Regions from separate parts of the Mus musculus genome. Here regions 1, 2, 3, 4 and 6 are each linked to region 5. Evidence: chromatin contacts called from public HiChIP or PLAC-seq and promoter capture Hi-C data. All regions are on one chromosome and are shown on one strand. Each heading gives the region's core, a stretch centred on a gene start, on an enhancer-like site or on the middle of the called end of the contact. The rest is flanking DNA. Distances are from core to core; before and after follow the strand shown. Region 1 overlaps Fbxw8 (F-box and WD-40 domain protein 8). Region 2 holds the start of Fbxo21 (F-box protein 21). Region 3 holds the start of Tesc (tescalcin). Region 4 has its middle 29 kb from the start of Gm25076. Region 5 holds the start of Tbx3 (T-box 3). Region 6 has its middle 15 kb from the start of Gm46942.

Evidence for each region. Promoter capture Hi-C pulls out the DNA fragments that hold promoters and counts their contacts. HiChIP or PLAC-seq counts read pairs in DNA pulled down with a chosen protein or histone mark.
Region 1: a promoter capture Hi-C map of 3T3-L1-derived adipocytes shows a contact between it and region 5, with 5 times the contacts expected there. The contact joins the enhancer-like site here to the promoter of Tbx3 in region 5. A contact is called at or near these places in 8 of 39 promoter capture datasets (the 3T3-L1 cell line, 3T3-L1-derived adipocytes, the C10 cell line and 3 more), 2 of 115 datasets of contacts at active chromatin or transcription factors (the NIH/3T3 cell line and fibro-adipogenic progenitors) and 2 of 9 other capture datasets (adipose tissue and liver).
Region 2: a contact with region 5 is called in an H3K27ac HiChIP or PLAC-seq map of extraembryonic endoderm stem cells, with 9 times the contacts expected there. The contact joins the promoter of Fbxo21 here to the promoter of Tbx3 in region 5. A contact is called at or near these places in 5 of 39 promoter capture datasets (the 3T3-L1 cell line, liver, pre-B cells and 1 more), 2 of 115 datasets of contacts at active chromatin or transcription factors (extraembryonic endoderm stem cells and fetal liver) and 1 of 9 other capture datasets (adipose tissue).
Region 3: a contact with region 5 is called in a promoter capture Hi-C map of embryonic stem cells. The contact joins the promoter of Tesc here to the promoter of Tbx3 in region 5. A contact is called at or near these places in 4 of 39 promoter capture datasets (embryonic stem cells, pre-B cells and stem cell-derived epiblast-like cells), 7 of 484 Hi-C or Micro-C datasets (all in embryonic stem cells), 3 of 115 datasets of contacts at active chromatin or transcription factors (embryonic stem cells and extraembryonic endoderm stem cells) and 2 of 9 other capture datasets (adipose tissue and embryonic stem cells).
Region 4: a contact with region 5 is called in a promoter capture Hi-C map of liver, with 5 times the contacts expected there. The contact joins the enhancer-like site here to the promoter of Tbx3 in region 5. A contact is called at or near these places in 2 of 39 promoter capture datasets (embryonic stem cells and liver), 3 of 115 datasets of contacts at active chromatin or transcription factors (craniofacial prominence, embryonic forebrain and stem cell-derived neural progenitor cells) and 1 of 9 other capture datasets (macrophages).
Region 6: a contact with region 5 is called in a promoter capture Hi-C map of hippocampal neurons, with 4 times the contacts expected there. The contact joins the enhancer-like site here to the promoter of Tbx3 in region 5. A contact is called at or near these places in 7 of 39 promoter capture datasets (the 3T3-L1 cell line, 3T3-L1-derived adipocytes, embryonic stem cells and 4 more), 4 of 115 datasets of contacts at active chromatin or transcription factors (astrocytes, embryonic forebrain, embryonic stem cells and 1 more) and 3 of 9 other capture datasets (embryonic stem cells, embryonic tail and liver).

Annotation. Positions count from the first base shown.
Region 1 is chr5:118,093,825-118,098,564 of GRCm38.p6, reverse strand. It overlaps Fbxw8 (F-box and WD-40 domain protein 8), which reads left to right. Exons shown (of 11, transcript NM_172721.2): 6 at 2,836-3,032. Among named protein-coding and RNA genes, the nearest start is that of Gm30466, 26 kb to the right of the region's middle. Within about 2 kb of position 2,529, at least 15 of the 459 cell types and tissues checked have an H3K27ac peak or open chromatin away from gene starts, as enhancers often do. A contact at or near this core is called in 3T3-L1-derived adipocytes, where this site is marked.
Region 2 is chr5:117,975,405-117,980,178 of GRCm38.p6, reverse strand. It overlaps Fbxo21 (F-box protein 21), which reads right to left and starts at 3,409. Exons shown (of 12, transcript NM_001346588.1): 1 at 3,140-3,409; 2 at 2,186-2,321; 3 at 344-438. The coding sequence starts at 3,378.
Region 3 is chr5:118,025,256-118,029,457 of GRCm38.p6, reverse strand. It overlaps Tesc (tescalcin), which reads right to left and starts at 1,715. Exons shown (of 8, transcript NM_021344.4): 1 at 1,471-1,715. The coding sequence starts at 1,528.
Region 4 is chr5:118,292,874-118,297,144 of GRCm38.p6, reverse strand. No RefSeq gene overlaps it. Among named protein-coding and RNA genes, the nearest start is that of Gm25076, 29 kb to the right of the region's middle. Within about 2 kb of position 2,579, at least 132 of the 459 cell types and tissues checked have an H3K27ac peak or open chromatin away from gene starts, as enhancers often do. A contact at or near this core is called in craniofacial prominence, embryonic forebrain, liver and 1 more, where this site is marked.
Region 5 is chr5:119,669,044-119,673,524 of GRCm38.p6, reverse strand. Tbx3 (T-box 3) reads right to left here and starts at 2,292. Exons shown (of 8, transcript NM_011535.3): 1 at 1,121-2,292. The coding sequence starts at 1,509. Tbx3os1 (T-box 3, opposite strand 1) reads left to right here and starts at 2,017. Exons shown (of 4, transcript NR_166476.1): 1 at 2,017-2,274.
Region 6 is chr5:118,342,549-118,346,978 of GRCm38.p6, reverse strand. No RefSeq gene overlaps it. Among named protein-coding and RNA genes, the nearest start is that of Gm46942, 15 kb to the left of the region's middle. Within about 2 kb of position 2,793, at least 23 of the 459 cell types and tissues checked have an H3K27ac peak or open chromatin away from gene starts, as enhancers often do. A contact at or near this core is called in hippocampal neurons, where this site is marked.

The DNA.
Region 1 (4,740 bases), core at 1,280-3,779, 1.6 Mb after region 5:
ACGTGGACCAGCTCAACACAGTGCCTGAAAAGGTCAGCTGCTCTTTGCCAGGGTGTGAAGACAGATGGACAGATTGTATGTGGGTGGGTGGTCCAAACAAAGTTTATGGCTTCCTTTCTGTTGCTGGGGCAAAATACTGGCCAGAAGCAACTTAGGGGAGAGGAAAAGGCTTATTTGGGTTACACTTCCCGGTCCCAGGAGCTGAAGCAGGGAGGATGTTGCGTGCTGGCTCACTCACTCATACACAGTCTAGAGCTACCTGCTAGGGAATGGTGCTGCCCACAATGGGCTGGGCCTCTCGACAGTCAACACATCCCCACCCTGCTCCCATCACACCCTCTGTGCTGTTCCTGAATTGAGACTCACTTCTCAGGTGACTCTAGGCTATGTCAAGTTGACAGTTAAATCTTCATGGGTGACTTTGTTCATGCCCTCAGAAATCAATAAGAAAACAATAAGGAACTTTCTGCTTTGTATCATGCTCAGCATGGTGCTAACAGGGCTCCGTGATGCTGCACAAGGCTCGGGAAGCACTTGCTCAGTGTGTAGGACTTTATTGATTCTTTTTCCTTCTGGATAGGAACCTCCAGCTGTAGCCCAGAACATTCTCATAAAAGAGCAGAGGTATTGACTCTTCAAGTCTGCAGTTCTCAGCTCAAAATGTACTGTGATGGAGCTGTGCTCACTGAGAAATGATTCGGTCTGGTGTCTGTCTGTCTGAATCTTCCTTAAGCTCTTTCTGCCCCTTTACTGATGTGTGGACTGGGGTTGGAGGGACAGGGTGAAGGCTAAGCAGACACTGTCACAGCTGCCCAGCTGCTCCCTTGTGTTCTTAGCAAAGCTTCTGGTTTCTGATGTTGGTGAATGTGACGTTGGTGAGCAGAGGTGATAATTACCTCGGGAAACAGAAGTGTCTCTCCTTCTTAAGGCACTCTAAAAGATGCTGGCCCTCCCACTTCTGCAAAAGTAGGACAGAGGTCAGGAGGGGGAAATGGCTGTGTGGCTTCCCTGTACTCATTGAAGGTCAGTGGGTCACTTGAGTCTAGGCTATGCTGACCTGGGCATGCATCTTAAGGTCTTAAAGAAGCTGCCCAGTGATTGCAGGGGGAATTTTGGCCAGTAAGCCAGCAGAGGAGCCATCATTGAGTAAACACATAATCAAAAACTAGGTCTGGAGGAGGATGAAAAGGGTATATAAGGAGTGGGGCTGGAGAGGCAGCTCAGTATAGTCAGTACACACAGGCACATACATAATTACAAACAAAAGAGATGTAACGATCTTAGTAGTCTTCATTTGTATTTTAAAAACAAGACCAAATACCTGGTCTCTCCAAGAAACCCACTCTATGTCTTACGCATAGAGGCAGGTTACTGCTCAGCCTGGGCTTGCTGCATTGCTCAGACTGACCTCAGGCTGCTGCCCTGCCTCCCAGCACTGAAGTTCCAGGTGTGTGTCACCGTACCTGCCTCCAAGAATCCCGGGTAAAGATAGAGACACAAAGCAAACAGATGGAGAAAGCTTCTTGTTTTAGTAAGAGTCAGACAAAGCCAAAGTGCTGGGTCAGTGGGGAAGTGGACTTCAGAGCAGAAACACTAACAGGGCAGAGAGAAAGGGACAGTTAATTCAAGAAAACGTAAGAGCACTAAATGCTTGCACACCAAAATTGGTGTTAGGGGACTGTGGTTGCACCAATGCCATTGACAACGGTTGGCTGGCCTGGTCGTACACATAAGAACGTAACTGAAGAAGAGGGTCAACAGTATGGGGGTTGTTCAGAGAAAGTGGCCGTGATGATAGAGGAGCCCTGAGTGTCTTGAGTCTGTGGGAGCTCGCTTTGTACTGAGCTGTGTTTGCTACATCCAGTTCTGTTGAGGAAAGGATGCCAGTCACATCAGTCCTCAGCTGAAAGTGAAAGCTGTGTCCATAGTTAACACTCCAAGTGTGCCAGGGTGCATTGTGTTAAACAGCTTCCATGCCAGGCAGAATGTAGGCGACTTTCTTTACTGATTAGCCAGTCCTGTCTGTGTGGAATGGGGTAACTCTGCTCTTCTCACAGTGGAGAACACAGAGTGAGAGGAGGCATGCAGTGCTAAGCAACCAGAGGCTCTGCGTAGCAGTTCCCACTGTGTGATGCTTTAAAACACATGCAGTCCACACTGTGATGCCTTGGAACAGATACAGAGCAGCAGTACTTGGAAGAGGCCGTGTCAAGATGAGACCTTCTGGAGAGGAGACACTAGGTCCTGTTTAATGAGTGGCCCCCGAGATGTTTATTTTCTGTAGCACATCATCTCCCTCTGAGGCAGAATAGAGAGAGTTACCAAAGTATATGCCGGGGGACCATGTCATGGAGCCTTTTGTGACCTGCCTGTCCTCATTTGATCATAGTTCTTAGAGAAGTGCATGCGTGTTTAAGCCCTTCCATGGAAGAGAGCTCTGTGGCTGTTTGCTGCAGCCATGTGGAAGTCTTGCAACACCTAACTGTATGTGCAGGGTGCTACATCAGAGCAAGAATCTGGACTTGGGCACTTTCAGTTAGAGATGCACAGAGACCAAGAGTGACTCGTGCCACTGTTGGCAGTAGGGAGGTCAGAACTAGGGCTAGCTTTATGGGCGAGCCATAGAGGAAATCATGGGAGTCTCCCAAGGCCTGCCCAGTAGTCCTGTGTAAGTACTGCTGATGTCAGACAGAATGCTGACTAGGACAGCAGTGCAGGCTCAGACAAAGAGCCATACACTGTCATCCTCACACAGTAATCCAAAAAGCAACTGTATGATTGCTCTGTGTCTGTGTGTACCAGCTTTACGGTTGTTCTCTGCTTTTCTCCTTCTAGGGATCCTTAACATTTGGGACCTGAGAACCGGAAGGTTCCCTATCTTTCGTTTTGAGCATGACGCAAGAATACAAGCCCTTGCGCTGAGCCAAGAAAAGCCCATTGTTGCCACGGCTTCTGCTTTTGACGTTGTGATGTTGTACCCCAACGAGGAGGGGCATTGGCATGTGGCCTCGGAGTTTGAAGTTCAGAAGCTGGTGAGCGCTTACTGTGCTTATTAGTTTGCATTCAGAGGACCCTGGTCTGACATGGACTAGAGTGACGATGCCCAGGGCTTCTGTTCATGAAGCTTCCAACAGCCCCCTGAGACGGGACTACAATTTCCTTCATGCCCCAAGAAGTCAAGAGCACCTCAGAGTGGTGAATTGACTTTCCTGTTTTTCCAAGCTAAGTTGTGACTCAATCCAATTGCTGGGCTGAGGCTATAGCTTAATAGAACATTCCCTTAGTGGACATGAGACCCTGGGTTCCAGCCCCACTCCTCCTCCTCCTCCTCTACCTCCTCCTCCTCTTCCTCCCCTCCTCCTCTTTTTTCTTCTCTTCTTTTTCTCTTCTTCCTCCTCTCTTTTGTCCTCTTCCACCTTTTCCTTCTCCTTTTTCTCTTCCTTCTCCTCTACTTCCTCCTCCTCTTCCTATTCCTCCTCTCCTTCTTTTACTTTTTGTGTTTGGGTATGTGCTCATGAGAGGTTGGATTCCCTGGAGCAGGAGTTGTAAGTGTTATGAGCTGGTAATCTTAATTCCAGGCATTCGTAAGAAGCAGTAAATGCTCTCAACTGCTGAGCCATCTTTCCACCCCCAGCTTCTAACACAACACAACACAGCAGCACGTGCAAACACTGAGGTGACTTCAGGGCCAGAGTTTGTTCTTACCATGGTCCCAACCTCCTTCCTGCTTACGTGGCAGGCTCACCCTGTGAGCTCCTGCTTCCTTTCTGGCCTAACAGCTAAGTGAACAGCAGTGGTACGCTACAGTCTGCATGGCAGAAAGCATTCATCCTACACAGTTGTCTCACCTAGAGTCAGGAGGAGCCTTTGAGGGGGTCCATGGACGCCAGTGTAGATTGGGAGCTTGGCTCCAGGATGCCACGGGAAGCTGAGCCAGCTTGGGAGACTTCGCACAGGGCTGCCACCAGTCTTGTTCACCAAGCAGACATGGTTTGGTGATATGGCAGTATTCATCTGTCTTTGCCAAATTTGTATTTAATTTGAGCACACATCATTTTGGCATGAGCCAGGGGAGCAGAAGAGCTAGCCTTGAGCAAGGAGGTTTGGGGACTTGGAACCGGTCCCCTCTCTCCCTTTCTCTGTGGGATCTTTAGATTTGAATACCAAGCACCAAACACCTGGGGTCACTGCTTAATCTCCCTAAGCTTGCTGCTTCAGATCAGCTCTGCGGTGCTCAGTGTTCCTCTAACACGACCTGACGCTGTCAGCTGTAGAGAGACTTGGGGTGCAGGGCTTCCATTTGTTCTATGGACCAGCCACACTTTCACAAGCTAAGAACCCCTCATGAGGTGTAAATCCTGCCTTGGCAGTCAGGTGCCATCCTGGGGCTGACTGGGAGCTTTAGAGGTCGTTTACACCTCCAAGTGAATGGCTGCCACTGCCAGTCTGAGTCTCTTGGCCTGCTAGAAACCCAGCTGGAAGATGAAGTTAAATGGGCAGCCAAAGGTGTATTTAAGAAGTGAGTTTCTACAGAAACAGGAGTAGGCAGCCCTGCTGGGGCAGGTCAGCTCTAAGCATTATTTCCAGTCTGGGTGCCGAGTTACCATAGTGTGTACTATGCATCCCTGGATCAGGCACCCCTGGCCCATGGAGTCGACCATCTTTGTTCTCTAGCTGTGCTTCCTGAATAGCTGTGGCAGTGTTCCCGGGTCTACAGTGCTAGCTTGGAGCAGCTGGCCT
Region 2 (4,774 bases), core at 2,160-4,659, 1.7 Mb after region 5:
TGACTGTCTCCCCGGCTCCCCTGACATTTTTTTTTTTCAAAAGACTTTATCTGTATCCCAGGATGTTCTGAAGCTCACTATGCAGCGCTCTCTCAAAGCTGCCGCTTCTCCTGCCCCGACCTCCTGAGCACTGGGACTTCAGGGGTGAGCCACCTGTCAACTGTGCACCCCGGGAGTAGGTGTACACAAAGCTTCTCAGAGCATAACTGTGGCATAACATAAACTATCTGGAAACACCGCAGCTCCCTCGCTCGCTCGCGCAATCTCTCTCTCTCTCACTCTCTCTCTCTCTCTGCCCCACAGCAATTCCCTCTGCAGTTATCCTGGTGAAGCTGTGCCTTACCTTCCTTCCATGTTTAGGATACACACCAGCTCATCCTCAAAAAAGATCTCTGGGCCCTCAAGGTTTTCAATGTCACTGAAGCCATTACAGGGGACCTGTGGAGAAGACACACACAGGAGGCCTCAACCATGAGTTAGCGTGGCTGACCCTGGCAGACACATAGCTGAGAGTCCCAAGGGAGGGAGGCCACACATAGAGCAGTGACAGCGGCTCTTACACACAGCCTCCTAGGGCCTCCAGGGCAGAAAGCAACCAACATGGCAGCCACGGCACATTCAGACCTGGCACCCGTGGCTACAGCCTCACACTCACACAGTCCGAGTTTCCGAGCCTGCTAAGGAGATAGATGTGTGTTAAGTGGATGGTATGTGTGTAGAAGTGGTGGTCCATTAAGACTCTTGGGTTAACATCCTGGGATTTTTCCCAGTTTCCCTTTTGAAAGCAGCCAGTGTTTCAGGTTGATTTGTGTGCACATGGAGAAAACAAGAAAACCAGTGTGCTGAGCCAAATTGATCACCCATCTATGCATCCACCTCTAACTGTGCCCCTGCTGCGTTCAAAGTCCACCACACGTTCTAATTAAGTAAGCAGTGACACAGGGAAGGGGGGGGAGTAGAGTTCACCGATCCATCATTATTAGAGAAAAGCACACACAACCACAGGTGGATCCCAGGGAGAGCCTGTGAACCAGTGGCTTGTGACTAACTGTATCCCACATGCCCCGCATCAAAACACCTGTGTGTGCGCACATTTAAGCCAGGACTGAACACTTGTAGTTACTGACTGGCAGGGGCACTGTTCCAGACTGAACCAAACCTTGGTTCATTCTGCCGTTAACAAGCATTTCTATAAACAAATTGGGGGGTGTCTATTTGTAGTTCCCATTGGGGACTGAGTTAAAAATGTGTTCAAAGTTCAGATCTGCTCTTTCAAAACTTGAAACGCCTTGAAAACGCTGCTCATAAACTCCTTTAACAGCAGAGTGGGAAATCAGAACTAACCTTCAGAAAATAACCTTCACCAACCTAGAAGAACTAAACAAGCACTGTCAGCTACACTGGTCGGCTCACAATCTGCAGGGACTGGAAATACGAGAGGGGACAATTCCCTAGCCCTACAAAAAGTAGTGAATGGAACGGACACCGATTTCCATGGGACATTTCTGGACAAGGGAGAAAAACAACGACTAACTCCGAACCTGAAAAGAAACACACATCTCAGCCCTTACAGAAAAGCGACACACGACTCGAGCCAGGCTTGAGGCTGCCTCCTGGGAATCGCAGTCCTCAGGAGGCTGGACGGGAGTTCAAGGCCAGCCTGGGCCGCATAGTGAACCTCCTCTCTCGGAACAAAGAGCCACAGTGATAAACAGAAATGCTCAATGGCTAGGAGCAGCTACGGCAGCTTTTAACCTTGGTTCCTTAAAAAGGCAGTTCCCTGCACGGCATGCACTTCTGCAGCCTCCCTGGGAAACAGGCACCAAGAGGTTGACAGTGCATAAAGCGCCTAACAGTCTCAAAGAGTAAGGCTTCTCTGGACCTAGTGGACACCGCCCTGTGTCCCTTTCCGCTCCTCAACACCCCACTCCCTCTGGCTTTAAAAAAAGTAGGGCTAGCAGGGACAAATGGCTCCGTGTTGTTGGACGGGAGGAGAGGGGACACAATGACTCTTATAAGCATGCAAGCAAAGGGCTGTGTGAGCAGTGAAAAGGGAAATAGGAACAAGAGCTGAAAAGCTATGGCAGGCACACACGAACGAGCGCGTGCGCGCACGAACACACATACACACACACACACACACACACACACACACACACAGAGCATGACCAAGCCTGATGCTTACGTGCTCTGAAAAGAACCGCTTGGAGAAGGAAGCTACAATCTTCCGGGCTTCTAACCCAGCTTTCTGCCGAACTTTATATTCCTCTAACCAATTGACGTAGTCGGTGGGGCTGTAGTGCTTCATCAGGGAGGGCCACCTATAAGGGGGGGGGGGGGAGAGAAAACACCCTTTCTCAGCTCCGCAGAGACTGCAAAAAACCACGGAGGAGTCTGCGGGCAAGGGGGGGGGGGTGGACTTGGCAGAGGCTCTAGTTGCAATAATCATAGCGTATGCAATGCATTCCCTCACTACTCAGATGCAGTGACCTTGGCGTGGCGACACGAAAGGCAGCGTTTCTACCACCAGTAGCCGCCGCCCCCCCTCCGCCCCCCAATCTCTGCGCTGGCCACAATCACAGTGATGCTAACGGTTCTCGTGGATGGCGCGCCTCCCTCAGCATCAGGCCCTGCAAACCCGGGCCTCATCTTATTTGATTCCCCATAATGGGAAAAAAAAAAAAAGGAGGGGGGGTCTCATCACCGACCAGGAGACCCAGGCTCTGGAGAAGGGAGGTGGACCGACATCACCCCCTCCACCCCCAAGGTCACGAGCTGGACTGGCAGGTCCGATGCCGGCATCCTAAGGAGCTAGCCAGGAATGCACGCACCGCTGCTTTGCCTGCACGTCAACATCCTGCAGCGGCCACAAAAGATGCGCCTCCTCCTGCAGCCGGGAGGCGCGTGAAGGCCGCAGCCCCCCGGGGCGGAGCGCTCCGGAGGCCCCGGCCTCGGGCGGCTGCCGCGACCCCATCGGAGCTCCGGAGGGGGCCCCCCGGGCTGCAGGCAGGCCTTTGTCTGCGGCCGCGGGAAGAGGGCGGCGCGCGGCCCGGAGGCCCGGAGGGTGGCGGGGTGGGGCCCCACGCGAGGCCCGGCGCCGAGGGGCTCTGCGGGTCCCGGGAACGGGATGCTCGCTCACCTCACCCGGAACTGCTCCTTCCACACCTGCCCGCTGCTCTGGCACACCTCGCGCAGGCGGCGGCAGGTGCTGGACACGCGGCCGATGTCCAGCGCCGTGAGCGAGCCGCTGCACAGGATGTACTCCAGCACCTCGCCCGGCAGCTGCACCAGGCAGCTGGGGCCCGTCGCCTCAGCCGCGGCCTCCTCGGCCAGCGCCGGCACCACCTCCATAGCGCTGTCCCCCGCTACCGACGCCATCTTGTCCGCGTACCTGAGGGGGCCGCTGTGCGGGCGGGCGCGCGCGCGATAGGAGCCTAAGAAGCCGTACCACGCCCTCAGGGGGAGTGGCTGGGAACGCCCCGCCCACGCCAGGGGGTCCCGCCCACTCCGCTTGGAGGACTGGGAAGAGCCAGAGGCGAGAGCTGGCTGCTGCTGCAGAGATAAATGGTCCTTTCGCGTCCTGATTCTCCCAGGGGCATTTTTAAAAATGATAGCTGGGTGCTCGTCTTCGGCAGCGCAGATACTAAAACTGGAACGATGCAGAGATTTGCATGGATGCTGCGCCTAGGATGACACGCAAATTCGGGGAGGCGGTGGCACCTTTGATCTCCGCATTTAGGAGGTGGAAGTAGGCAGATCTCAGAGTTCGAGGCTAGCCTCAGCTATAGAGCGAGTTCCATGACAGCCAGAGATACACAGAGAAACCCTGTCTCGAAAATAAATATATCGAGGTTGCCCGGGCAGTGGTGGCGCACGCCTTTAATCCCAGCACTTGGGAGGCAGAAGCAGGTGGGTTTCCAAGTTCGAGGCCAGCCTGGTCTACAGAGTGAGTTTCAGGACAGCCAGGGCTACACAGAGAAACCCTGTCTCGAAAAACAAAACAAAACAAAACAAAATTGCCCTTTGGCCTTCACCTTCTCGATGGGACATGAGTCCACATAGACAATAACTAAAAGTTAAAAATGACTATGGTGGCTTACTTCCTAATTCCCAGCTCTCAGGAGACCGAGGCACGCAGATCAAAAGTTGGGCTATCTATATTAAGATCCGATCTCAAAAGCAATTTGAGACAGAGTCTGATGTAGTCCACTCTGGTCTTGAATTATGTATTGGAGAAGGACCTTGAGTTTCTGGCCCCCCTGCCTTTACCTCCCATAGCTTGTATTAAAGGCATACACCACCAAGATGTACTTCAGAGGTGGTAGTGCGGGGGTGAAACCCAGGGCTTGGTGCCGGTTAGCCATGCACTTTACAGCCATGCCATAGTCCCAAAATTAAGCTGTTGAAAATGGCTATCTTATACCAAGCACTTCCTGGAAGTGATTTGGCCTTCTCCACGGGTGACTCACTCTCCACTGGGTACTGAGGCAAGCATACTATTTGTTTTTGGGGACCCCTATTTCTAGCTCTATGATGGTGTGGAGAATAGTAGTAACCCCTGAATCTATGTCCTGATTTGAAGCAGGTCGAAGTATCGTGGGGAGCTCTCCTCTGTGTGACTGGGCTCCTTCAAGCCGCTGATCCCTTTGACTCTGCCTCCCAAAATGCTGAGTGTGATTTTAGAGGTGTTCATGGTGTCTGCTTTTAATTGTCTTCCACTCAACAATCCTTCATGATTTGGGGGACATATATGCCCTCTCTGGCAATACAACAA
Region 3 (4,202 bases), core at 466-2,965, 1.6 Mb after region 5:
TTTTGGTTTGTAGTCAGCAAAATGAATTCAGAGAGAAAATACAAAAGTGGGGGAGGGTGCTGCCCTGCAGTCCCAGAACTGGGGAGACTGAGGCAGGGAGTGTCCCCGATCAGAGCAGCCCGAGCCCCAAAGTGAAACCGTGCTTCAAACTGCAGTGCCCACAGTGTGCACACACAACCACGCTTCAGTTTGATTGAAGTGCACACACTTCAGTTTGCCTTCAATACGGTGTGCAAACATACCTGCTTGCCTCGCACACAGTGTGTATACACTCCTGGTTTTCACAAAGTGCCCGCACACTCTAGACTTTCACACACTGTGCACACACACCTGCTTGTCTCACACACAGTGTGCATACACTCTCGACTTTCACACAGTGCGTGCACACACTCCCGGTTTGCACACAGTGCGCCCACACTCCCGCTCGCACGCGGTTCCCCTTGCACGCCGTGCGCACACTCCAGGCAGCGCACTCACAGTCGACCCTCACCGGGACTGGCTCGATGGCGCGCGCCCTTAGTGGGTCGTGTAAACGACTCTCGCGGATCCGCTGCACACTTCGCATACTGTGTGCGCGGTGTAGACGCTCAGCAGCTGGGGACTTTCTATGACTTCACCGGGCTCTGGGGAGGCGAGTGCCAGCCCAGTCCCCCTCTGGGGGGGTGAGGGGGGCTGACTGGGTGCTCTCAACTCAGCCGCAACCTCCTGCCGCAGGAACCCTGGGGGTGCGCCAGTCTCCCATTCCTCAGAGGAGGCAAACTGAGACGGGAACTGACTGGTCCAAGGTCACACAGTCCTGGCAGAACTCACAACCCGCTCTGTCCCACCACCGAAACAGGTTGAGTCCACGCGCCTGCCCACCCTCGTGCAAGTCCGGGTCCCCTGGTCGCTTCTGAGCCCAGGGTCAAGCGCGGGGCGGACGGGCGCTTCCCCCAGGCGCGCCCCGCCCGGCCTCTGCGGTCCCGGGAGTGCGGGCCAGCCTGGAGGACGCTGGGCTCGGTGCCCGAGCCTGCAGCCGGGGGGTGGGGACGCACGGGGAGGCGGCAGGGTGACCCCCGCCTAAGGTCACCGCGGACCGCGCGGCTCCTCCCGGTCCCGCCACTTCCAAACTTTCCTCCCCGCTCCCCAGCCGCAGACTTGCAGGTGCAGCGCGCGCTCGGCGCTCTCCCGAGCTGCCGGGGCGCCGGCCCTCAAAGCCACGGCTACCTGCCGGGCTCCGCCCTGGTCGGGTGAGGCTTGGGTCAAGTCGCCTCTCGGGCCACCCTTACCCCAGGCCCGAGTCGCTGCCAACCCCTCCCAGCGGCGTCGCCCGCACGGCGGCTGGCGGGAACCCATCAGAAGCAGCCCGAGAACGGGGCACAGAGAGGGCAAGCCACTAGCCCAAGGTCACACAGCACGGTGGCGCGAAGCGGGGGCATGCAGGCGATGGTCCCCGCCAACGAGGGTTCCCGGCCACGGTGTGGTACTCACAGCCGGTCTTGCCCTCGAGCTCCCGCACCTCCTCGGACGCCGAGTGGGCAGCGCCCATGGTGCGCCGCGGGGCCCCGGGCGCCCCACGCAGGCCGGGGACTGCCTGGGCTGCGCTGCGTTGGAGCCGGGTGGGGACGCGGGGACAGCGGCGCGGAGCCGGTTCCGCGTGGGGCTCGAGCGGCCTCTTATAGCGGCGGGAGGCGGAGCGGCGCGGTCCTAGCGCTCGCCCGCTTCCCTCGCGGCCGCGGGGGCGGGAATGGGGGTGGGGGGAGGACACGACGTGGTTCTGCCCCTGCCGCAGCCCCGCGGGATGAGCTTGCGGGCAGCGCGACCCGCATCCCTCCGCCCACTCTGCGGGGTCCAGCGGCGGAGCCTCGGCGCTGGGACAGAGGAGGGCACGCGAGTGTGCCCAGTGTGAAAGATCCCCTCCCCCGCGCCCTGCACCTAGGTGGGCGCCCAGAGGAGCGCGCATCGCAGGTGACAGGCGTGGACTGAGTAGAGAAGGTGAGACCGATGAGTCCCGGGGATCCTGATGAGATAGGAGGTCCTGACTGGCCAGTCCTGCTGCTGGTCTAACCACCATCTCTCCATCTCCAAATAGGGTTGCGGTGAGATGCTCACCGTAGGGCGCAGAGGGAGAAAGGCGCCGGGTTACCATGGAATCCTGTTCAATTGATGAGGAAGGGGCTGGTGCTCCGGGAGGGAAACATTCAACCTCAAGGCTGCCCTGGGAGCCCGCCATGCCCTGCTCTGCTTAGTGACGTCCGGTTTAGCTGCCAAGAGTCTGTTCTGGCTGGAAGTGCTGGGATCCCCACGATCTTTCACCTCGCCAGTCACGGCCGTGGGTGCGCATCCTTGGAACTGGCGTTCTCAGGAGCCCACTCTAGCCAACCCAGGGGTCTCGGCAGAGCCAGAAGAACCGGCCCCACCACTGAAACCCCGATTATCACCCACTCTGAGCCTCCGGGGAGCTGAGTCTGCCCCTGGAGATCCTCCCTGAAGATCCCCCGTCCTCCCTGCAGCTGCCCAGAGTTCACGGAAACTGCTCCCACCCGAGAAGCAAGGGAAGCTTAGCTGTGGGGCATCGCTGCTGAGTAGGCTGGACCGCCTCAGGTCTCCAAGAATTCTAAAAACCCAGACAGATCTCTGTGGGGTGGAGGGCAGGAAAGGGCTCCCCAGGTCCCGGGATGTTGGGGTTTCTAAAATATGCCATGATCTATGTCTTCCTGCAACTAAGTTTTCTGTCTACAGAGGATCTGCATTCTCCAGGCCGGGGAAGACCCCCTCCCCCATCGCCAGCAACCCCAGACACACCCGCACTCCAAGCTGACAGTGCCTTCCCTTGGTGCTCGATCCTTCTACCGAGCCCCCCTCTTCCTCTGGGATCTCTGTGTAGGCCTCCTCGGAGAGGCCTTATCAAGTGTCTATTTTCACCAGGCTGGGGTGTGGTTGCCAAGGAGAGCCCGCCCCTCCCCCCGGGGGGCTGCGAGGAGTCCTCAGGAAAGGGGGCGACAATTTGACTTGTGTATTTGTTCACTCATTTAATGCGTGTTTCTTAATGGTCTACTATGTGCAAGGTCCCGACTAGATCTTTGAGCTGCAAACAGGGATAAGACACCACCTTCGCTGCAGATGGAGTGGGAGTAACAGCCAGGGTGAGCTCTCAGGAGCGCAGAGATCTCAATGTCCACACTGAGCTTCAGAGTCCGTAATTGTCCCCACCCGTGGCCCCACAGAACAGCGGGCTCCGCGAAGCTGCGTGGGTGCTGCGGTGGAGGCACCCACCCTCCCCCTCTGGCAGTGAGTGATGTGAGCACCCAGCAGGGCTCTGTCCACACAAAGCCTAATGCGGCTGGTCCAGGACGCCACCGCTTTCATTCAGTCTTACCAATGGCTCTGTTGGCGTCATCAAAGCCAAACTGAGGTATGGGGGGAAGTGGGGAGCTTAACAAGAGGAAGGCACCACGGGGCTCCCTCCTTGGCCCCAACACCGGGCTGTCTCAGTCACCAGGTAACTAACTGCCTGTCCCTGGAGACACAGTTCCCCCAGAGGAGCTAAAAGCCAGGGACAGACAAACCTGTTTGTCTCTGTGCCAGTGTGATTTGCAAGTCTGGTCCCTAGGAAACAAGAGGGCAGCTGAGCCCAGAGATGTGGAGCTGGGCCCTGCCTTTAGCTCTGCTGTGGGACCACGCTTGCTCAAGTGGGTGACTTCACCTCCCAGAGCCTCAGTTTCCCCATCTGCAAGATGGCAAGAGCAACGATACTCTTTCTGGGGGTGGTAGAAATGACAATTCCCAGGTTCCTCTGGGAAGTCCGTCAGTGGTGTTTGCGCATTTCCACAGTGTGGACATCTGGAATGGCCTACACAACTCATCAGCCAGCAGTAACTCAGCAAGGAGCTTCCGAGAGCTCCCTGTTGAACAAGATTCCGCACAAGCTACTTCAGTCTGTGCTGGATCTGCACTCCCATGTTATGTTGTGCATGCATTGGCTATGGAGAACCAGGAACATGGGTGACCCTACCGACCCCAGTCTGCAAACAGATCTGGGGAGCCAGCAATGCTCTGCAGTGGGTACCAGATGCTGCAGAGGCCTGGAGGGACACCAGGCACATCTGTTTTATTGGTCAGAGATCCCAGTGGTCTCCACCCATGGACTTGAACTCTGAGCAGCCCTTTTTTCTTTCTTTCTTTCTTTCTTTCTTTCTTTCTTTCTTTCTTTCTTTCTCTTT
Region 4 (4,271 bases), core at 1,330-3,829, 1.4 Mb after region 5:
AGAGAGAGAGAGAGAGAGAGAGAGAGAGAGAGAGAGAGAGAGAGAGAGAGAGAAAGGTCTAGACCCTTGCTGTAACAAAAGTATATGGAGGGCTAGAATCTCCATCCCCACATGGCCACAACCTCTCTCTCTTATGCCGGAGATCAAACCTAGAGTGTAACCCAGGCTAGGCAATCTCCCTAATCCTGAGCCACACACTCAGCCCTTGACATTCTTTTCTTGTCTGCCTTCTGAGCCCAACAGACTGCCCGATGGAGAATTTAGAGCAGTGGTTCTCAACCTTCCTGATGCTGCAACCCTTTAATACAGCTCCTCATGGCGTGGTGACACCCCCAACCATAAGATTGTTTTTGTTGCGACTTCGTAGCTGTAATTTTGCTACTGTTGTGAGTCATAATGTAAATATTTATGCTTTCCTGCTGGTCTTAGGCGACCCCTGTGAAAGGGTCATTTGACTCCCTAAGGGGTCACGCCCCACAGGTTGAGAACCACTGGTTCAGACCCGGTGAGTGTAACTGTTTGCTCTAGCTCTACCGAGTGATTACTGAGGACCTCTGCCTTAGTGTTATGTCTTGCTGAACCAGAATACCACAGGCTGTGTAAGTTATACAAATAAGAAATCTGCTTTTATTTGCAGACTGTGAGGTCCAAGGCCAAGGGCCCTGCATCTCTGGAGACTCTGCCCATGGGGCAGGCAGATGGGCCCAGAGAAAGTAAAATAAGAAGAAGCAAGAAGAAGCACGCACCCTCAATAATCCAGACATGGAGGAGCGTCCCCAAACCTGAACATGTCCCACTAGGGCCCAACACTGCATCTTCCTGGGCCATCCTCCCTGCTCACATTCCAACATAAGATGGAAAATGATACAGGGAGACATGTCAGACTCTGTCCTCCACATGTGCATACCCATGCACATGTGTGCACACATATATGTACACATATATGTATATAGATTATATAAGTATACATATGTATATATATAAGTATATATTGTATATTTGTGTATATATTATATATAAACATGCATGTATGTATATATTACATATAAGCGTACGTGTGTATATTATATATAAGCATACATGTAGATAAGTATATATATGTACACATATATGTACTTATATACATTTATACACATAGGGTGGAGGGGGTTGATGGGATAAAATCCTAAAGATGTATATGTATGTGTATGTGTATATGTATACATACAAACACACACATACACACACACATATATATACTTATGCTTTTAAAGTAAGAAATATGAATAGCTGGATGTGCCATGAGACAGTGGCTTGCTCAGATGTGCCCAGCCAAGGAACAATCCCAAGTGTTCTCCAACCAACAAATGCACCTTGGTATAGCAGGGAGGGTTCTGGTCCCACCAGCGTGAGCACTTGACCTCAGGGCTCTTCAAGCCAGCCCTGTCCTGTCACACTCTGATGCTGGCAGAGACAATGGGCAAGTGTCAGCCCTTACATCTGCAGAACCTCAGAGTGCCTCAACACCCCGCTGCAAACCTCAGACAGCAGTCTCAACTCCGCTTATACAGTCCAAGTATAGCAGGACTGTCTCTGAGGCGCCAGCAGCAGAGTAACGACAGGGAGACACTTTTTAATAATTATGAAAGCCTTGCCTTGGCTTAGGCTTGTTCCTAACTAGCTCTTATACTTAAATGTCCCGTTTCTACTAATCTACATTCTCCACACTTGCTCCTTCCCGGAATCTGGTTGGTGAATGATGTCTGACTGATAACTGTCCGCGCTCAGACTTTCCCAGAGTTCCCAACTCTCCCCAGAAGCCCCGCCTATTCTTTCCTGCTCTGCCATAGGCCGTTCATCTCTTTATTAATCCAATCAGAAGGCCATGGATAAGATGCTTGCAAAACGCTGAGAGATGGGATGCTTCATACAAAGACAACCTGTATACGGTGCACAAGAGATTCGCCCAACATCTAAGCCTCCCCTGTGTTTGGTGGGGGCGGAGGGAGGGAGTGGGATAAAATCCCAAAGATATCCTAGAGAATTTATTCCCCTCCATGTTAGAGTGGACCAGTGGTTCTAGGCCTGTGGGTTGCGCAATCCCTTTGGCTAACCTCTATCTCCAAAAATATTTACACTATGATCCATCAAAGTAGCAAAATTATCCAGTGACAACGAAAATAATTTGATGGTTGGTGGGGGGGTCGCCCCAACATGAGGAACTGTATTATAGGGTCGCAGCATTGGGAACCACTGGGCTAGAGCAGTTTGCAAGCTTAAGATCTTTCTCCACCTGCTGGAACCACACTTCTTGCGCGCTGGTCTCAGAAACAGAGGGGATTGGTGACGTTTCCATCTGGCCTGGATTTCCGGCTATCTGAAGGTGGAGATGCATGGCCCCCCTCTGCCAAGAGGCTGAGAAGCTGTCCACAGCGCCACCCGGCTCCTGTCCCCTCTCTGCCAAAGGAGTCAGGAGCAGAGCCAGCCCCTGGCATCCCCAGACAGATGGCAGGGGAGTAAAACAAAAGTGGCCTTGTTAGTACCGGGCGCCTTCCTCAGGAGAAGCTATTTTTGTTGTGGTTATGAAGCGAAGTCTCCGCTGCACCCCCTTTCCCGGCGAGGAGGGCTGTGGGATGAAATTTGTTCCAAAGTTCAGGGTTTTAATTAGAACCAGAAGTGCCAGGTTTTGTCAGAAATATTTTGGAATTGGGTATGCTCGCTCGTGAGCCCCACCCCCCCACCCCCTCTCCCTCTCTCCTGGCAGTGGTACAAAGTAAATGTTGTCCCAGCGGGGACTCCCCTCCCATCACACTTCAGAGCAGAGGGGAGAACTGTTGCCCCTACCCCTGCTCGCAGCTGGGAGCTCTACCCACTTTATGGCCACGGTGGAACTGGGGGAGGAGCACCGGACAGAAGTGGAACCACAGTGCGAGGACACGCCCCCGGGGTTCTTTTGGGAAAAAAGCAAAGGAGCCTGGCACGGCGCCCAGCACACAGGGGCCTCCAGGAAATCCATGTGCCTTGAGAAGAGAAAACAGGCTTCCCCAGGACTGAAGCCAGTGGAGACACTGCAGCCAGGAGCCCAAGTTCAGGGCTGGCAGCGGCGTTCAGGATTCAGACGGCCCTCCTTGTTATTTTGGATTCTTACCTTCCTCTTTCAAAAAAAAAAAAAAAGTGTGTGTGTGTGTGTGTGTGTGTGTGTGTGTGCGCGCGCACGCACACACTAGAACATATGTGTTCTGATGTGTGCATGCAGAAGTCACAGGACAGTTGCTGGCATTGGGGGATCAGGTGATGGATTAGCATTCACCTTGATTTTTGAGGCAGAGTCTCTCATTGTCCGGAGCTTGCCATAACGTGCATGGCCAGTGAGTCTCACCGATCAGCCATCTTTGTCCCCCGGTGCCGGGATTGCAGGCGGGCACCACTATGTCTGGCTTCTTTCACGTGGGTTCTAGGGAACCAAAGTGAAGCCCTCTTGTATACAAGATGACTCTCTACCAACCTGTCCTCTCTCTAGCCCTCTCCTCTCTTTTCCTTCCTTCCTTCCTTCCTTCCTTCCTTCCTTCCTTCCTTCCTTCCTTCCTTCCTTCCTTCCTTCCTGTCTGTTTTTCTACCTTTTCTTTTCTTTCCTTTCCTTTCCTTTCCTTTCCTTTCCTTTCCTTTCCTTTCCTTTCCTTTCCTTTCCTTTTTTCTTTTCTTTTCTTTTCTTTTCTTTTCTTTTCTTTTCTTTTCTTTTCTTTTCTAATTGGGGTGGCTGTTTTGTTTCTCCAGCGCTGGAGACTGAACCCAGAGCAAGCATTCTCCCACTGATGTATATCCCCAGCCCTTTTTGCAGGTTTTGTTTTGAAGCAGGATCCATGCTCAGTAACCCAGACTGACCTTGAACTTGCAATCCTCCTGCCTCAGCTTCTGGAATAGCTGGGATGACCGGCCTTCACTACTTTCTCTGTTTAAATGAGTTAGAAACTCAAACCACATGTGACTCCTTCCCTTGCAGCAGAATAAACACAGGTAAGATGAAAACATCCCCACACTCCACGGGCTCCTGGTCATGTGGTGCAGATGCCTCATGGTGACCTCCTCTGTGCTTGACAGTATCAAAGTGATGCTTTGATTACTTATGGCCTTTGGTTAGGTGCAAAGGGAGTTTGCTTCTGTCTTGCGGTGAGGTGGTTAGAAGTGAGGACTCGGGATCCCGCATGTCTGGAGTCTAACTCTGGCTGCAGGCCTTTGTGGTAGCTTCAGAGTAGATGGGTGGGCCCGGCCTCCTGGTGTGTGACCGCCAATGA
Region 5 (4,481 bases), core at 1,043-3,542:
GGCTGGCGAACTGTGTGCCTGTTAGAGTGAGCTCTCAGAGCCGAGGTTTAAGACAGGCTAGCGTCCGGGCCTGGTAACCCATCCGTGATTTAAGCTATAAACCACATTCCTCTACTCTGTAGGCCACTGCTGTTTAATTTCACAGAAGTGCTGGCTTTCTGTACTTTTGACTTAAAAGGAAGTGCCCGGTTATGAAAACCCGACTAAATGTCTTGTGGCTTGGAAAACGATCCCGTGCCAAACTTTGGCCTCAAGTAGCTTGGAAGGAGACCGAAAGTGGGGTTTTATTTTCGTGCCCTTCCAACTGGTATCTTGATAAACCTCAATGCTACCTACCTCTGGTTTTGTTTTTGTTTTTGTTTTTCTTAAATCGGTGGTTTTAAACACTAGTCATTGGGGTCCTTAATAGACTTATTTCGGTCAGGCAAGGGCACTAAACATTACGTAAAGTGGTAACAATATTCAAATACAAGGTGCATAGTCTCATGGGTTCCTTGGGTCTACACACATAACCTTAATTGTAAAAATTGCCTGCTACGGTTTCCCTGGGCTTGCAGACTCCGGAGATGGCAACGGGAAAGAAACCCGAAGGTCCTCCCCTCTTCCACTGATTTCTCTGTCTCACACCATCAGGCTTAGGTCCCCTTCAGCCCCAGGGACAAGGCTGAAGAGTAGAAAGGGCCTGCGGAATCCTCCCGGGTCTCCCACTGCTGTCTAAGAGGGGCTTTAAGGTCTGTCCTGGGAAATAAAATCCAACAGAAAGAACTAAACGTAAAGAATATTTCAGAATGGCTTCACAAACGGGCTTCCTGCAACAAGGTGATTTTCTCGAATGCTGCAGAAGCCGAGTGCGCGGTCTCCTTCAATGGAAAACACCCTGTATTTTGTAAGGAACCCCGGATACGAGTCCCTAGGAACCATACTGAGGGCCCGGGTAGGCTGAAACTTCCTGACCCTTAAGGCAGGGCCCTGGAGTCTCCGCATATTTGGGGGGACAGGAAGTTTTCGTTTCAAACGTCAACAGTCAGCCAGAATCTACTGTTTTAAGAGTCAGACAAAAGAGATGTGAAATTTTTCAGATGGTTTGGGGGGAGGGGTCCCCCACTGATTACTTACTTACCTTCCTGACTTCGTGATGACCATCTCTGTACCCCGCTTGTGAAACTGGTCCCAAAGTTCCTTGGCCTCCAGGTGCACCTTAGGGTCATCTTCTACGTCTTCTTCGGGTTCCATGGTCTTCAGAGGCCTCAGATGTGCCTGGGGTCCCAGGGATGAGAAAGGGATGCCGGTCTCAGCAGCCCCCACTAACTGATCCATGATGGGCTTGGCCAGAGCTCCGGGGAGCGAGAGCGCCGCGGCGCCGTTGGGAGGCAGCGTTAGCGCGGGGAAGAAAGGCGGCTGGTGGCCCAGTACCGCGCTCATGGCGAAGTCCGGCGCCCGGTGAGGTAGGAAGGGATGATAGGCCATGCTTGTCCCAGGGATAACCGGATCTCTCATGGAGAGGCTCATCCACTCCAGACAGGGAACCAGTCCGCAGCTGCTGGCTTGGCTCCGCTTTTGTTGTTGCTTTTCAAAAATAATAATTAAAAAATTCAACAGCGACGCATAGTTTTGTTTAAAATAAAAAAGAGGGCAAATTACAAATAAAGCGTTTGAAAGGGAGGGGGAAAGTGTCTTTGGGGGGAAGAGAACGCCGCTTTTAAAGAGGACAAAGCGGCAGCAGATCTGGAGACATAGCCGCTGCAGGGGCTGTCCTGGTGCGTGGAGTGTGTTGGAAAAGCCGCTCCTGGAAGTCGGTTTCAGTAGGGCAAGCAGCAAGCAGGGGCTCGACTGGCGCCCAAGCCCTGTGGCTTAGCTGGAAATAGACACTGCAGCCCTTTCCCGGGGTGGCTCCCCGGCTCCCACGCTCTTTGTTGCCAAAGCGCAAGGTTCTCGGAGACTTTTTTTTTTAACCTTTTTTTCGACTCCTTCCCCCGCCCCCTAGCTCTTCTCTGGCTTTCTCGCAGGAGGCGTCTTAGTTGAGCTAGACTCTGGCTTTCACAGGCAGCGAGATCAAGGGGGGGAGGAAAAGTCTCTCCTTTAAAAAAAAAAAAAAAAAAAAAGCGATTTAAGCCCCTTTCCAGCGGCGCTTTCAAAACTAGAACTGCGAAGCTGGCTTCGGTTCGCGATCCTCCTCTCTGGCTCCGGGCTGCGCGCAGAGTCTGGGTGGCGAGCGAATGGTGCCTGCGATCTTCTGCCTCGGGGAGCCGGCTGTCTTCCTTGTGCTAAAAAAACGTGAGCGAAATCGCTTTCCTAAAAATAATAAATTAAAAAAAAATCAGCGTCCGGGCACGCAGGGCGAGGGAGGATCAAGAAGACGGGTGCAAAAAAAAAAAAATAGGAAAGAAGGAAGAGAACGGAGTGATTGGGAGCTGGAGTAGGCAAGTAGAGGGAGGGAGAGAAAGAGAGAAAGAGAGCGAGCGAGCACCTCGCCACCCTCCTCCGCCTCTAGAATTCCCCGGGCGTCTGCTCGGCGGCTCTGGACGGTCCGGCAGCGCTGTGGGCTGCGGGAGCCCGAGGCTTGTTGATTGGCTCTTTGACGCTTTCGGACCAATTGTGTGGCTGCATAGGCGTGGTTTTCACAGGTCGAGTGCTGGGGGAATAGAGCCGAGTTATAAAAAGAAGGTGTCGGAAACTGGAACGTCGCTGCGCCGCGCGGTACTACGGCCTGTCCTGCGTTTATGTCAACATGATCAGAGGGGAGGGCGGGGAGCCACCAGGGCGCCGCGCGCTCACCAAAGTCGCCTCTAGGTGGCTGATCCAGAAGAGAGTTCGCAGCAGCCTGAGAGCTCGCCGCGGCTCCTCAGCTCAGCCTACGTCTGAAAGGCCTCAGCCATCCAAGCCGGGGGATCCGGGGAGGAGGCTGGGCCAGGGAGGAAGGGGGAGGGAGCGAGGGCGGGAGCCAGGCAGCTTGCCCGGCTTCCGAGGCGCCGGGCAGGGGCGCTCGCCTCTCGCGCGCTCCGAGCGCTACAGTTCAAGCCCGCGGCCGCTTCTCTTGTGCGGATCTGCAGCTTCTTCCCTTTCCCGGGCCCCGGGCTAGCCGAGCTGGCCGCCGAACCTCTCTTTCGGCCAATAAGCCTTAACAAAAGCTCCAGGCTCGCGTAGCTCTGAAGGGAGCCCCACATGGAACCGCCCAGCCACCTCTGAGTCAGATCCTCTAGCTCCTGCGCCCGGGTGCTTCGGATTCCCGAGCCACTAGCGCAGGGGATCCCACCAATCTTTCTGCCCGCTGCCTGCTCCCCACCCGCAGCCACGTGCAGAGACCCAAATGCCCCTTGGGATTCTGGGCCCGAACGCGCGCCGACATACTGAGACCGAGCCCCCACGCGGAAAAATAAACCACGCAAATGCATTCAAGGCCTGCGCGCCTGGCCCAGTCTACGCTCGGCTCGCTCCTTTTTTTTTTAAAAAATGTATTTACTGACCCTTTTGAGCCCAGCTCCTCTTCCATTCGGATGACGACACCAGTGTTCCACCCGGATGGGGGTGTGGGTGTAGAGAGAACGAAGCAGCTGAAACAAGTGAGCGCCTGGAACTGCGGGCCTGTCTCCTGAGAGCCTTTGCCCTCACCTCCGGGCCAGCTCGGTAGGGAGCTGCCGCTCTGGGCTTGGAGAGCTGCTCGGGGGGAGGTGCACCAGCCTCGTATCTTCCTCAGGCATCACACTTATCTCTGGGTGCCTCCGCTCCTGCTCTATCCTGGGGACTTATCGTGGCAGACGTCGGGGGCGAATTTGTAAAACAAACCGTGAAACGTCTCCCACCCCCATTTACCCCAGATGTCGGGAGACTAAGGTCTCCGCTCATCCTAGGGTGGGGAGGAAGGCCAACTGATCGATCAGACTTTGGTTGGGTGACCCTGTAGGACTCCCCTCGCAAACCTGCAGTCCTTGTTTGTGGGTAAAGGCGAACTGGGACATTCCAGTTTAAATGGAGGGCAACTTAGCAGAATTTTTAGTTTTCCTGGGACAAGACCTTTGCTTGGAAAGGGAACAGAAAGGAGGCTGGGTTTCCGGGCCTAGAGATTAAGCTTTCAATGTTTCCGTGTGGACCATTTGCGCCTAGATTTTCCCCCTGGGGGCCTCCCCCAACTCCTCGCCCAGGACCCCTTTCCCAACTGCAGGTTCAAACTAGCAGCTATTGGGTGAATAGGCAGTTCCTTCTCCCAGGTAGGGCAGAACATTTGAGGCCACGAGCTTTTCCAGTCTTACGTGTTTTGATGTACAAGGTTAAGAGCGTTTGGCGCCAGCCCTGAGCTTTCCCTGGTGCGGCCAATGGGAATAGAGTCATTCTTTGAACTTGGTGTGACCTGCCATCTCGCCCCTTTCTTTCCCCTTCTCTGACTTTTCGCGTGCTCACGGTGGAGAAGGGAGAAAGAGGGAGAGAAACGGAAACAGGAGGTGGTACCAAAGGCGGTGGCTCGCTAACACCCCTTCCCTAGGCCC
Region 6 (4,430 bases), core at 1,544-4,043, 1.3 Mb after region 5:
AAATGAGAGTCCTTATCACCCTGGTAGAGTCGTAGGTCACTGAATGACGGGATCCATTTTTAAGTGATTCTCTTGTGGTGTGGCTGTGACAGACTGTACTTAAACACACTAAGCAGCTATGCCACCTCTAGATAACATAACTATGGGGGGTCTCAGCTACTGATGTCCTCTGTCCTCTGCTGGAATGTCATCGAGTACCCCAAGACTTACTGTTTATCTCCCTCATATCCCTACCCCGACATACAGCTGCTGACTTGACACTTTGCTCTTCTGTTGACTTTGCTGTGTCCTGCTGTGCCTGGCCAAGTACAGAACGGGTGTCTGGATAGATGGATAGATGGATGATGGATGGATGGATGAGTGGATGGACGGACGGACAGATGGGTGGATGGACTGATGGATGGATGGGTAGATAGGTGGATGGATGAATAGGTAGGTAGATGATGGATGGGTGGATAGGTAGATGAATAGATTGGTGGATGGATGAACAGCTAATGAGGGGATGTATGGATGGTTGGATAGGTGGATGGACGATGGACAGACTGATGGACCGATGGGTAGATAAGTGGATGTATGTATGGGTTGATGGAAGAGCAGATGATGGGTAGATTTATGGATATATGGGTAGATGGATAGATGGATGGATGGATGGATGGGTAGATGGATGGTTGGGTGGATAGATAAGTGAATTTTGGGTGGGTGGGTAGGTGGATGGGTGGATGGATAGGTAAATGGATAGATGGATGGGTGAGTGAAGATAGGGGTGGGCAGGTGGGTGTTTGGGAGGGTGGGTGGATGGATGGATGAGTAGGTAGGTGGATGGATTGATAGGTGTGTGGGTGGATAGATGGGTGGATGGGTAGATAGATGAAATAAATGAGTGGATGGATAGATAAATAGAATGGTTGTTGGATGATGGATGGATGGATAGATGAACAGGTAATAGGTGGGTGGACAGATGTGTGGACAGGTGGATGGTTGCATGGATGGGTGGGTAGATGGATGGATAGGTAAGTAGGTAGGCGGGTGAATGGATTGATGAGTGTGTCATTGTGTGGATGGGTAGATGGATGGGTGGATAGGTAAATGGATTGTTTGATGGGTGGGTAGATGGATAGATAGATGGATAAATAGGTGGGTGAATGGATGGACAAAGGGGAAAGTAAACGAACACAGATCACACTAGCCTTCCTGACCTCGTGCCCTCCTCCAGGTTCCCATGCAGGCACAGAGGCCTCCTTGTTTCCCAGAGGTTCTGACACTTGTTCCAGGTCCCAGAGTCACTCAAGGCTCAAATCTCATTCTGTCGCAGCACATGGAGTTGCAACCTCAACCTGGCTCCTTATGTATTAGTACATTTGGTCTTGTGTACGTGTTTGGTAGGACTGAGGGTATTTAGGGGTTGGAGTTGGGGGGCAGTGCCTACCCTTCCTTTTTTCTACAGGTGAGGCCAGAGTGTGTTCAAGATTGCCTTGAATCCAGAGCCAAGCTGCCCTGCTGGCTGAGGCCCAGACCCAGAGCCCCCATGGGCCTGCTTACTACCAGGCTTTCCCTTCCAAGTCCCCAGGCTGGCACTTGGGGCTAAGGGTAATCAAATCAAAGCGGTCAAGGAAGGGGGTTGGGGTGGGGGGAGGAGAGGCTGGTGGCCAAATCCAGAAAGGCCAGACTTCAATTTGCATAATAATTTTGTTAGCAACAATGGGCACGCAGGACATCTATTTAAAGGCTGTAATGTTAATTTAATGGGAAAAAAAACTAATACAATTCCCCCAGAATTTTTCAATTAAATTAATGTGATGGGCTTTAATGGATAGCTTAAGTAGAGAGCGCAAATAGGAGAAATATTGCATAAATTATACATATATTTATATACGCGCTGCCTACATAGACAATCCCCTGCTCTAAGGTTCTGACATATGAGAGGCTCCGTGCTTAAATCTGGCCACTGTTTACAATTCTATTTCAGTTAAAGCAACCTTTTTATCATCCCGTGGTAGGGGCTGTTGCTTCCAGTGGAGTTTCCACAGGCCCCTTCATTTCAGCGCCACACATGGAGATGCTGGTCTTAAAGAGACACGATGTGTTGGACGATACACGAGGTTGGTGCATATCTATATAAAAAGCCAATGGCAGGGACATGTGACTGGACAGGTAGACCCTGTTTCTCTGTCCCAACCCAAAGGCACCTGATGGAGCAGGTCTGAGTTGTACGAATCATAATTTTTATTTGTTCCCCTCTTCTGCATGTGGGTGTACATGTGGTATATCGGTACGCATATTCTGGGGGTGCCTAGGAGGGGGTGGGGTGTTGGTTGCCTTTGCACCTGTGAACACATGCAAGTCGAAGAGCAAGGTTGACGTTGATTGTGCTCCTTGATCGTTGTCCGTCATATTTTTGATGTAAGTTCTCTCTAAACTGGGAGTCTCGATTCAGCTAGTCCAGCCGGCCTGCTTGGGCTGGAAACCGGAAGTCTCTTCCTCCCAAGCGCCGAGAGTACAGAAGCCGGTACCCTGGCCTGGCTCGCACAAGACATTTAAGGATCCAAACTCTGGCTCTCCAGTCTGTACAGCAAGATCTTTATCTACTGAGCCATCTCCTGGGCCTCAGGAATTGCTGCTAGAGAAAAAACAAAAAACAAAAAACAAACTAACTAACTAACAAAACGGAGCACCACTGAGGGTCCACGGAAGGGCCCTGTGAATGTGCAGGAAGGCCTGGGCAGGCACCTGGGCTCTGCCGCTTCGGCTGCCTAATCAGGAGTGAGACTGGAGGTGGGGCCCAGCCTCCCCTTTTCTTCTGTGAAGTGGGGTTATTAATAGCTGTCTCGCAGCTTGTCTGCTCTTGCTCAGCGCCCCATGGAGAGCATGGCAGAGGCGGCGGGAAACCGAATCTCTGCGCAAGCATCCAGCAAACTCCTGAGTTTAGCCTCCTAAGGACTGATACCTGGGGGAGAGGGAGGGGCATCTGCAGTGCTGGGTGCTAAGGCCTTTCTGGTCTAGAGAACTGGGCTGCAGCAGGCTGGCCAGCTAATAGCATCCTGCTGCCCCGCTAGGTCTAGCGGTGGGGGGTAGCGCAGGTGGCTCCCTCTGAGACTGATTGAGAAGCTGGCCCCGTTTCCAGGGAAGCCCAAGGGCAACAAAAGGTGGGGGCCAGGGAAAACCAGGACTCCTCAAGGAGCTGTGAGATGCTCTTCCTGGGGAGAGCAGCACAGCTCTGAAGTGGAGGTCGTTGAGAGCAGGGACAACATACTTAGGCAGTGAATGCAAAGCTGCTCCCCCCCCCCAACCCCCATCCCTACCCCCGTGCAAATGGTTTCTTCTGCTTTGGAACAAGACCAGAGCTGCCATTCCCTGCAGAGCCAGAAGGATGCCGAACTGCCCCCAGACATTCCCAGCCACGAAGTGCACAGTCTGCAGGAAGATAGATGGACTGACTCCTTCCACCACAAAGCCATTTTCATCCCTTACTGAGGGGAACCCTAGACCTAGTGAGATTTGGCATCACCACTCTCCGAAACAATCAGCAGAAGCAGAATGGAAATTTACCAGGCAAATCAGCACCAACTGGAAAGGGGAGTGGAGAATGTCCTAGAAATCAGGAAGTGACAATGTGAATGAAGTCTTTGGAAGCTTGCTTGTCCTTGAGGCTGAGCAATGATCAACATGGTACCCATCAGCCGATTTCTACCTGCATGTGCATACATCGGTATTTCTATCCATCTGCTCTCTCCCATGTACCTATCCACTGATCCATCCATTCATTCATCTACCATTCATCTATCCATTCATCCATCCATCCATCCATCCATTGATCCATCCATCCATTGATCTATTGACCTATTTATCCATTCATCCATCCATCAATCAATCTATTGATCCATCATCCATCATCCATCCATCCATCCATCCATCCATCCATCCATCCATCCATCCACCCAACCATCTATCCTTCTGCTGATCTATCCATCCTTCCATCTATCCATCCATTAATCTATCCATCCATCCATCAAACATCCATTGATTTATCCATCCATCTACCCATCTATCCATTGATCTATCCATCCATCTATCCATTCATCCATCTACTCATCCATCTATTAATCCATCCATCTATTGATCTACCCATCCATCTATTGATCCACCCATCTATTGATCTATCCATCCATCTATGATCCACCCATCATCTATCCATTCATTGATCTATCCATTGAATTTCACCACCCATCTATTTATCCATCTATCAGTTTCTCCATTTTTCCATTTACCCACCTATCCACTCACTGATTTTGTCTATCCACTCATTCATCCATCTATTCATTGAATGTTTGTCCATCCATCCATCTATCCATCCATCTACCCATCCATCCACCCACCCATTTACCTACGGAATCTGTCTGTCCACTCATCTACACATTCATTAATCCACACAT